Regions from separate parts of the Mus musculus genome. Here regions 1 and 2 are each linked to region 3. Evidence: chromatin contacts called from public HiChIP or PLAC-seq data. All regions are on one chromosome and are shown on one strand. The core of a region is the stretch at or near the end of the contact, and the rest is flanking DNA. Distances in the headings are between cores, read along the strand shown.

Region 1 (2,700 bases), core at 82-2,581, 200 kb before region 3:
TCTCACGCAAAGGCAACTTGGTGTGCCAAGGGATCGGAAAACCTGCGCTGAGTATCAGCAGCTGGAAGGGACCAGCACAGGTCACCAAGCCCCACACCTCCTCCTCTGAGGACGTTTATAGCTGATGGAGGCCTTTTTCCCCTTTGCAGAAACCTGCCAGCTCTCTGCCCTTTGAGACCAGAAGGGGCTCCCCAAAACAGCTACCAGTGTATACACTGCCGGATAGCACCTGCTTGCGAGGTAAATAGCATGCACGGCAGATCTTATAGAGATGTGTTGTCTCTTTTCTTGGAGAGAGTTAGATTTGTTGAAGTATAATTTGTCCATTTCAGTGAACAGTTCTGGGAGTTCTGACATACGTATACAGCTGGGTAACCACCACCACAATCAAAGGACACAATTCTATCACCTGCCAGATCCCTTCCTGTCCCTTTGTCGTGTCTTCTCCGCAGCCCCGGCTTCTGGCAACCACCCATCTATTTTCTGTCTGTACAATTTCGCTTTTTCTAGACCATCATATAAATGCAATTATACAGCAGGTAGCCTTTTGAGACTGACTCCTTTCACTCAATATAATGTGTTTAAGCAGAATGCACTGAGTTGAACGCAGGTTAGATCTACACAGTAGAAAATGTGTGTGCATATATTATCTCCGCATTCTGGAGACACTTCTGAGTTAGCTACTACTATTCTTCCCATATTACACATGAGTCAAGTGTGGCTGATAACCATCTTGAAGTCACACAATTGCTGAGGTGTGACACCAGTTTTTAAAATGACCCCAGAGCACCCAGGTTTGCTCTGATTAGGTATCAGCGTGGGCACACTTAGTTCGTTATTCATGTTGATTCCACGCTGCTTTTGTTTTTAGAGCTCCTTCTAACCTTACGGGATTCACTTCTTATATGTGACTTAGAGACCCATACTTGGTCCCCAGCTTCCAGTTTTCCTTAAGGAGCACACAACATTCTCACAGAGGAAGAAACTCCCAATGTATGGGGCTCAAGTCTGGAAACCAGTATGAGGTGATCGATGTACCATACAGGGGTGGGATGGGTTCTCAGGACGCAGGTGCAGAGAGACACCATGTTCCTTTTGTGGTGAGAATCACAGCCCATTTTCTCTCAGATCCAGTGTCTAATTTGATTTCTGCTTCTGCTGTGTTGTGTTGATTTGGGTCTCCAAATCCATTTACAAGTCCAATGGGAGTGGGCCATGCAGTGTGGTTTGAAACCACAAAGCCGTGCTCCCTTTCTTGGGAGAAGTGCTGAGTCTGGAGCTACTGAAGGCAGCCTTGGCTACAGACTCAGCAATTAGCATACCAACAAAAGCACTGGCCTCATACAGAGTCCCTGAGGACTTTAGCTGGTAGAGAGAGGGAGGAGCCAGCTCCTCCAGCCCACGTGACCCCCGCCTCCCACTCTTCTCCTACTATCATATCAATAATTATTAAGATGTGCATGCGAGTGCACTGACCTACTTGGAGGTTTCATAAATATAAATAAATTAAGTAAGTGGTCCTGCCTAAAGATGCCTGGGCAAATAGACGGGGAGGGAGAGGGAGTTGCTCATGCTTGGATGGACAGTGAGGGGGACCCTTGGGCATGCCAAGTCACAACGGAGAGTACAGGATTGTAAGGGAGAAGAAAAGTCTCCAGGTCCCTGTACCAGGGTCCTCTATGCTAGGGTTGACTGAACCTGATCGTGCAGTGACATTTGGTCCTTGAGGTGTGTCTGTGGCCAGGAGTTCCTTGGCCCTTCCTTACCTTAGTAGGTTCTAGTGGGTGTTAGCCTAGGAAACTAGAGCTGGTGATCACTAGCCACCAGGAGCCTGGTCCTGTCCTGGGAGACTGTGCGGTATTTTCTTTTGGACTTTAAAATGATTAAGGTTGAGACATACATGGCAGAACTACAGAACTTTCCTCTACTGATGACATGGGGCAAAACCATGCACAGCACTCTTGAGGAGGGTTTTCAACGTACTCCCAGGCCAGGATCTTGTTTCACCTTCTCAACACTGTGAGTAGGAGACAATGCATGAACCCCTCCCCCCCCCCCATCTAAGGTATCTAGCATGCCATGGCCAATATCCTGCAAACCTGCCCCTCTGGTGACATGCTTGTATTTGTGCCTGTCTGCCCAAACCCTGGATGTTTCTGGTTCTTGACTCCCCCTCACATCCTTCCCCGCTGTGCTGATTATGAGTTTGGCAGTCCTGTGAGATGGTGAGAGCTCCCACCAATGGGATGAAACACAGGTACCACCTACATTAGAATAAAATCTAAGTAAACTTCCTGCCCTAGAATGTGTGTGTGTGTGTGTGTGTGTGTGTGTGTGTGCTTGTCAGCCTGGTTTGGATCACGACACACCCTTAAAAAAAAAAAAGAACTAGTCTTGCCGGGTTACTGGGTTGGTTACTTTTGCTTTGTATTTCCTTATGCTACCCTGGGATGTTCCTTTGCAACCGCAAGGACATTGCTGTTAGCATTAATATACCCATTCATGTTAGATGGGGACACTGAGGAAGGGAGATGAATGCTCTAACCTGGGCCATTCAGAGATCAACTGGTTTCCAGCACCTAAAAACCACAACCCATCACAGAACTTTGTGGGGGCTACGTGGCCTGGGGTCCTACTGTCACCTCCTCTTCCTTCCTGCCTCAGTACGTCTTTCCTCATCGGGCTTTTTGTCACAGAGCC
Region 2 (2,700 bases), core at 174-2,673, 130 kb before region 3:
TTGGGAGGCAAACTTGGGTATAGGAAGAACTTGGTCATAGCACAGCCCCGGGGTCTTTTAGTCATAGATGCTGAAGTTGGCTTAGCCTCGACTCGTCCCATCGAGACAGAGTCTGAATCTATGCTACAGTCGCTGAGCTGAGAGTGTGCAGAGTGACTGTTGGGAAGGGCGGAACCTCAACTTTCACGCTGGGAATAATATGTGCTAAACAGGGCACAGGGTCTGTAGTAAGGTGGAATCAGATTAAATCCGGTCCCTCCATGTAACCATGACGTTACCTTTGACAACAAACTTAGTTCTGAACCCTAATACTATCAACTGTAAAAACGGGGCTAAAATACTTCCACCATTGAGAGAGTCTGAGGCTGGGCGTGGTGCTAAGAGTAGCTTACCTAATATTCATATAGAAGTGCCAAAGATGACTGGACAACATTCATCTAACTCCCTTTAGATTTATCTCGTTATGCAAATTTTTACTCTTGATTTCCTTCCTTCCTTCCTTCCTTCCTTCCTTCCTTCCTTCCTTCCTTCCTTCCTCCCTCCCTCCCTTCCTTTCTTCTTTTCTTTCTCTTTTCTTTCCTCTTTCCTTCCCTTATTTCCTGATTTCTTTTGAGACAGACTCTCACTTTGTGTCCTAGCTAGCCTCAAACTCGCAGCAATCCTCCTGCCTCCGCCTCACTCTCAAGTGCTAGAATTACAGGCACATCTACTATACCTGGCTCATATTTTCCTTTAGAAATTAAAAAAAAATGAAGCTTAGAAAAATTAAGAAAACTTCCCTGGGACACAAAACTAAGTTAAGCAGAGTTTTGAACCCAGACCCTGGATTCTGTGTGGTAATTTGCCACAAAGAGTCCATGAAAATACACAAGAGCAATGTTCAGACCACATCCAGCCTAGTGCATGAGGGATCATGTACCACCTGAGGTCCTCTGATCTCCCAGGGTTCCCTAAGAATCAGGAGCTCATTAGACAATGGGTCTAGTCATTGGCTAGTTATAGACATAGAGGGCACGCGCCCAGTGCTAAAAGAGGACATTTAAAAAGGCTAGGGTGATGTGTCAAATTCTGGTGTGAGATCATCATACCAGCGGCTGGAGCTGGAAAAGCCATCTGCACCAAGCAAGCACCCAGTACAGGGTATGGTGCTCATTACAGACACATGCACATCAACCGGCCTGTTCACCCTCACCAGGCCCAACCATCCCCAGAGCTTCACCAGTGTTTCTGCTGTGTTCCTAACCATCCTTCTCCCAGACTAATTTGCTTTCCTTCTCAGAAAACTCTTGGGACTTCAAAAAAGGGTGTGACTTCCCTTGTACTTCAAGCACATTAGAATCCAGTGGGCCTCTGATGGAAGAGTCAGGCTAGTGACCAGACAGGAAAGACCTCCCCCAGTCTACGGGCTCCTGAACAGCAGGACAGATGGCCAAGTAAGAAAAGGAGACAGAAACAAAGCCGCTGCCACTGGGGTCACCTCCCTTGCCAGTAAACGAATGTGGCTTGCTTTAAAATTTAGTACCAGGGAAAAGCATGTCTCTCCTGCCACAAGTCCTTCTGTCAGACACCCAAGTAATAGTCATATTTCCATTTTGCCTTTGCTGCCAAAAAGCTCGAAGTTGAATTTAATGTTCCGTGTCAGAGACCCACTAATCCTAGGTCATTAACAAAACAGTCCCATCCTGTTACATATACAGGGACCTACTTTTCAGACTCTATTTGCAACTCTCAGTGGTCCATATCTCCTTTTTGAAAGCTGGTAGGACACACAGAGACAGTGCAGGATGACAAAGGGAGACACTGTCCTTGAGGGTCACATTTGAACTCTTAGATTCAGAGACAATGGGCAGCAGTGTGCTGGGTGCTGTTTCGTGGACACATTAGCCTCTTTTTTTTGGCCAGCTGGGCAAGGATGTCCTGCTCCACCCATGTCAACGAGTCATTGACTACGTGAATGTAGTAGTCCAGGATGGGTGCAGGCCAAGGCTGCTTGCCAGTGTCACCTTACAATGTTGAGCTGGGCTTTCTCTCAGGATGCCAGCTGGCCCTGAGGCCCTGTGAGCTGACTGCTTGCGAACAATGCCTTTCCACCGTGAGCTGCCTGCTCATTGAAAACAAAGCCTTGCGTCTACAACCATCTGGCTTTCTGGTGAAGGATGGAAGCAAGGCTCCTTTTAGACACACTTTGAAGCACTCCTAGGAGTGGTATTCCACCTAAGTCTCAAGTCTTTGAAGCATATGTTATGGGTTCATCAGAGTCTGCAGTTTGTCCCTCCATGCTCAAGCTATGGAGAGGGGGTATCTCTCTTTCTTATTCTTAATGATAAAGATACTCTGTGTGTGTGCATGTGCATGGGTATGTATGTGTATTCAAGTGTGTGTAGGTGCCAGGAAAGGCGCCTTTGCTGTTGGTCCTCATGTATTCTTTACACTTTTTTGCTGAGATAGAATTTCTCTCACTGGCCTGAAATTTGCCAGTTAGACTAATCTGTCTGGCCAGCAAGCCCCAGAGATCTACCCTTCTCCACCTCCCTGGAACTGGGACCACAATCACACAGCATTGACCCAAGAACATTTTCTCTGCCCATTTTCTTCTTTACATGAGCTATGGGGATCGAACTCAGGTCCTCATGCTTAAAAGGCAAATGCTTTAGCATCTTAGCCTTTTGCCCAGCCTCATGACCCACTGCTATGGGGCGA
Region 3 (2,700 bases), core at 107-2,606:
CTAGTTGTGGCAACTTCCTGCCTGCGTAGGAGAGGGCTCTGCCCCTCCAGCTGTTGCCCTGTGGCCTTCTGGGCCTTTCTCCACCCCCACCCCCATCTGCTCCTTCCCTATCAAATAACTGGGGCTTCATTTATTAATGCAGCGCTCCTGGGTGGGGGTGGGTGCAGTCCTGCAGGTATTTGTGAAGGAGGCTGCAGGGCTGAGAAATGGGCTGTTCCTGGGAGCAAGGTTAGGGACAAAGCAACTGAGTGTGGCCACAGCTCTGGTCCGTGTTCCTTGCCTGACAAATGGAAAAGGGAAGGGGGTTGGAGTGAGAGCTATGGAGAGAGAAAGCCGCTCCTCACCTTATGTATATTTAATATTAACGTAATTAAAGCTGTGAGCCAAACCAGCCTGCCAGGGTGGAGGGAAGCAGGAAGAGCCCCAAGAAAGAAAATTGGTGTGTGTGGTGTGTGTGTGTGTGTGTGTGTGTGTGTGTGTGTGTGTGTGGTGTGTACTGGAAGCAGGAGGCAAGATTGTTGCTCTCAGGTGGGATGAAGAGGTCAGATTAGGAGTCCAGGGGGGCAAGGAGTTAAGCAAGCAAGTCTAGCCTTGGTGTGTTACCCGGTGGCCCCCTTGGCCTGAGAAAGTCCATTACTTTGCTCACCATTTGAGGCCACCCGCTACCCAGCACCCGTATCTTCTGGACAGAATCCCAGTGGACTAGGCCATCAGACTGGCTCTGAGTAGGCCATCAGACTGGCTCTGACCCGGCCATAGCACTAATAAGGGCTAGGTTCCTCCTTTAATCTACCGAGCATTGCTTTGGGCTCTGGCAGGTTACAAACTCCGTACATCTCCAGGCATTAGCAGAGGACTAGACCCCTCCCCCGGGCTCTTGGCTGTCCTTCTCCATTGCCTAGAGGGGCAAGAATTATTATTGGACCAGGCCAACCCATGCAAAGGGGGCGAAAGGAGAAGCTGCCCTCTGGGCGCGAAGGAGAAAAGTTAGAGGCTTGAGCAGGTAAAGCCGAGAAGCGTCTGTGCTCTACAGCGCAAGGGCGCGGAGTTCGGCCGCCTCCTCTCCCTCCTGCCATCTGCGCGCCCGGGGGCACGTCCTCTACCACAGCCTAGAAGCTCAACTGCCCGCGCTGCCCAAGTGTCGATTTGGTGCCCAGATTGCTAACCATCGAAAATGCCTGCTTTTTGCCAACCCCTCAGTCCCGGCTGCCTCTCAGATCAGGTGCACGGAACCCCGGGAGCAGGTCTGGACATGCCGGACACCTGGACCCACCCCTAGCAACCTTTTCTCTCCCGGGAAAGGGACACGCCCCCCAGTCTGAACACTTGTCCCCAGGTCCAGCAGGCCAAGCGCCGGAGCGGAGAGTCTTGCACCTTGGGGCGCGCTGCCTAAGGTGGTCAGGGAGACGCAGAGAAGCCGGAGCCAGCGCCTGGGGTACAGGGGTGAGACATAGGTGATGGCGACTCTTGGGTCTGAAGAACAAACTTGGTGTCCGAGGGAACCCCCACCCCTGGGGACCCCTAGCTCCCCAGCCCTGCACCCAGCCAGGCGCGGATAAGCGCCATGCGGTGCGCCGGCATTTGCGCCAGGGCGGGGGTCGAGGGCGGTCGAGGGGCGCACGAAGCTACGGCAGGAGTGATCTTCCCTAGGTCCAAGGACCCAAATACCGAGGGCTCCCGGATGAAGTCTCAGTCCGAGGACCACCTGGCTCGCAGGGCACCCCGGGGTCCCAGCTCCAGCAAGCCGCGGGAGCGGGCTGGGGGCTGGGGGAGGGGGCCAGGGCAGAACTAAAGCTGGGCTGCGATGGGAAAACCAGGGGTTCCTTTGCCACCGCCCCCCACGGGCGCGCCCCTAAACGGCAGGCGCAGGGGGGCTGGCAAGCGGTCCCAGGCTGACTCTCACCAGACCCTTCTCTCGGAACCGCCCCAGCTCTCGCGCCCACCCAGCGCCATGCACCCGAGTGGGTCCAGCACTCGGGCACCTGGAGCCCACTGGGCACCGCACCTTGCCTCCAGCCGCGCGCATCCCAGCCCCGCCGCCTCCACCGCCCAGCCGCCGGCAGCGCGGGTCTCACCTTTGTGTAAAGAGTCCAGGAGCAGGAGGAAAGTTACCAGCCACATGCCATAAAGAGGCCCTATTCTCCGGGGAGGTGGTCCTGTGGCCGGCCGTGCGGCAGCGCCTCTCCCCCGCTCAGCGCGCTCCCAGCCGCCCGCACTCGGCGCCCCGCTCTCTCTGCTCCTCAGCCCAGCGCGCGGCGGCGGCTCCTCCCTCCTCGGCTCCCCGGCTCCTGTCATCCACGGGGCTGGGCTAGGCGGCCGCTTTCCCCGCCCCAGCCCCCCGCGACACCCCGGGGTGGTGAGTGCTACTCCAGCCCCAGCCTGGGGTCACTTAGTCCCACAAGCTTAGGGGACAGAGGTGGGGACCCTGACCAGACAGTCTCGATCCTGCTCCTCTGGTCGAGAGAGGAGAGGGGTCCCTGTAACTCGCAGGCTTTTGAGCCTATGGTCGCACAGAGGCATATGTCATACATGTGCTAAGAGTCTGCCATGTAAGGGGAAAAGAACACGGGTTTTTCGCCCGGCCGGTCATTCAAAGCCATTGCTGGCTGTTTCTTTTGGACTCAGTTTCCCTCCACGAATGGGAGAGCATAGGTGCTCTGAGTAACATCTGGGCTAAAAATCTTTGAAGACATTTGGTAC

The links. HiChIP or PLAC-seq counts read pairs in DNA pulled down with a chosen protein or histone mark.
Region 1: an H3K4me3 HiChIP or PLAC-seq map of embryonic basal ganglia shows a contact between it and region 3, with 4 times the contacts expected there. The contact joins the enhancer-like site here to the promoter of 4833428L15Rik in region 3. A contact is called at or near these places in 6 of 39 promoter capture datasets (the C10 cell line, cranial neural crest, epiblast stem cells and 3 more), 13 of 115 datasets of contacts at active chromatin or transcription factors (VIP interneurons, embryonic basal ganglia, embryonic forebrain and 6 more) and 2 of 9 other capture datasets (liver and pancreatic islet).
Region 2: a contact with region 3 is called in an H3K4me3 HiChIP or PLAC-seq map of embryonic forebrain, with 3 times the contacts expected there. The contact joins the enhancer-like site here to the promoter of 4833428L15Rik in region 3. A contact is called at or near these places in 5 of 39 promoter capture datasets (HPC-7-derived erythroid cells, hippocampal neurons, neural stem cells and 2 more), 6 of 484 Hi-C or Micro-C datasets (the AML12 cell line, cortical neurons, forebrain and 2 more), 10 of 115 datasets of contacts at active chromatin or transcription factors (SST interneurons, VIP interneurons, astrocytes and 7 more) and 3 of 9 other capture datasets (adipose tissue, embryonic stem cells and pancreatic islet).

What each region holds. Positions count from the first base shown.
Region 1 is chr9:45,624,887-45,627,586 of GRCm38.p6, reverse strand. All of the region lies in intron 3 of Dscaml1 (DS cell adhesion molecule like 1), which reads right to left. Among named protein-coding and RNA genes, the nearest start is that of Gm22069, 8.6 kb to the left of the region's middle. Within about 2 kb of position 1,331, at least 16 of the 459 cell types and tissues checked have an H3K27ac peak or open chromatin away from gene starts, as enhancers often do. A contact at or near this core is called in embryonic basal ganglia and embryonic stem cells, where this site is marked.
Region 2 is chr9:45,560,509-45,563,208 of GRCm38.p6, reverse strand. All of the region lies in intron 3 of Dscaml1 (DS cell adhesion molecule like 1), which reads right to left. Among named protein-coding and RNA genes, the nearest start is that of Gm22069, 73 kb to the left of the region's middle. Within about 2 kb of position 1,423, at least 16 of the 459 cell types and tissues checked have an H3K27ac peak or open chromatin away from gene starts, as enhancers often do. A contact at or near this core is called in embryonic forebrain and neural stem cells, where this site is marked.
Region 3 is chr9:45,429,888-45,432,587 of GRCm38.p6, reverse strand. 4833428L15Rik (RIKEN cDNA 4833428L15 gene) reads left to right here and starts at 1,356. Exons shown (of 5, transcript NR_040732.1): 1 at 1,356-1,443. Dscaml1 (DS cell adhesion molecule like 1) reads right to left here and starts at 2,235. Exons shown (of 33, transcript NM_001081270.2): 1 at 2,076-2,235. The coding sequence starts at 2,121.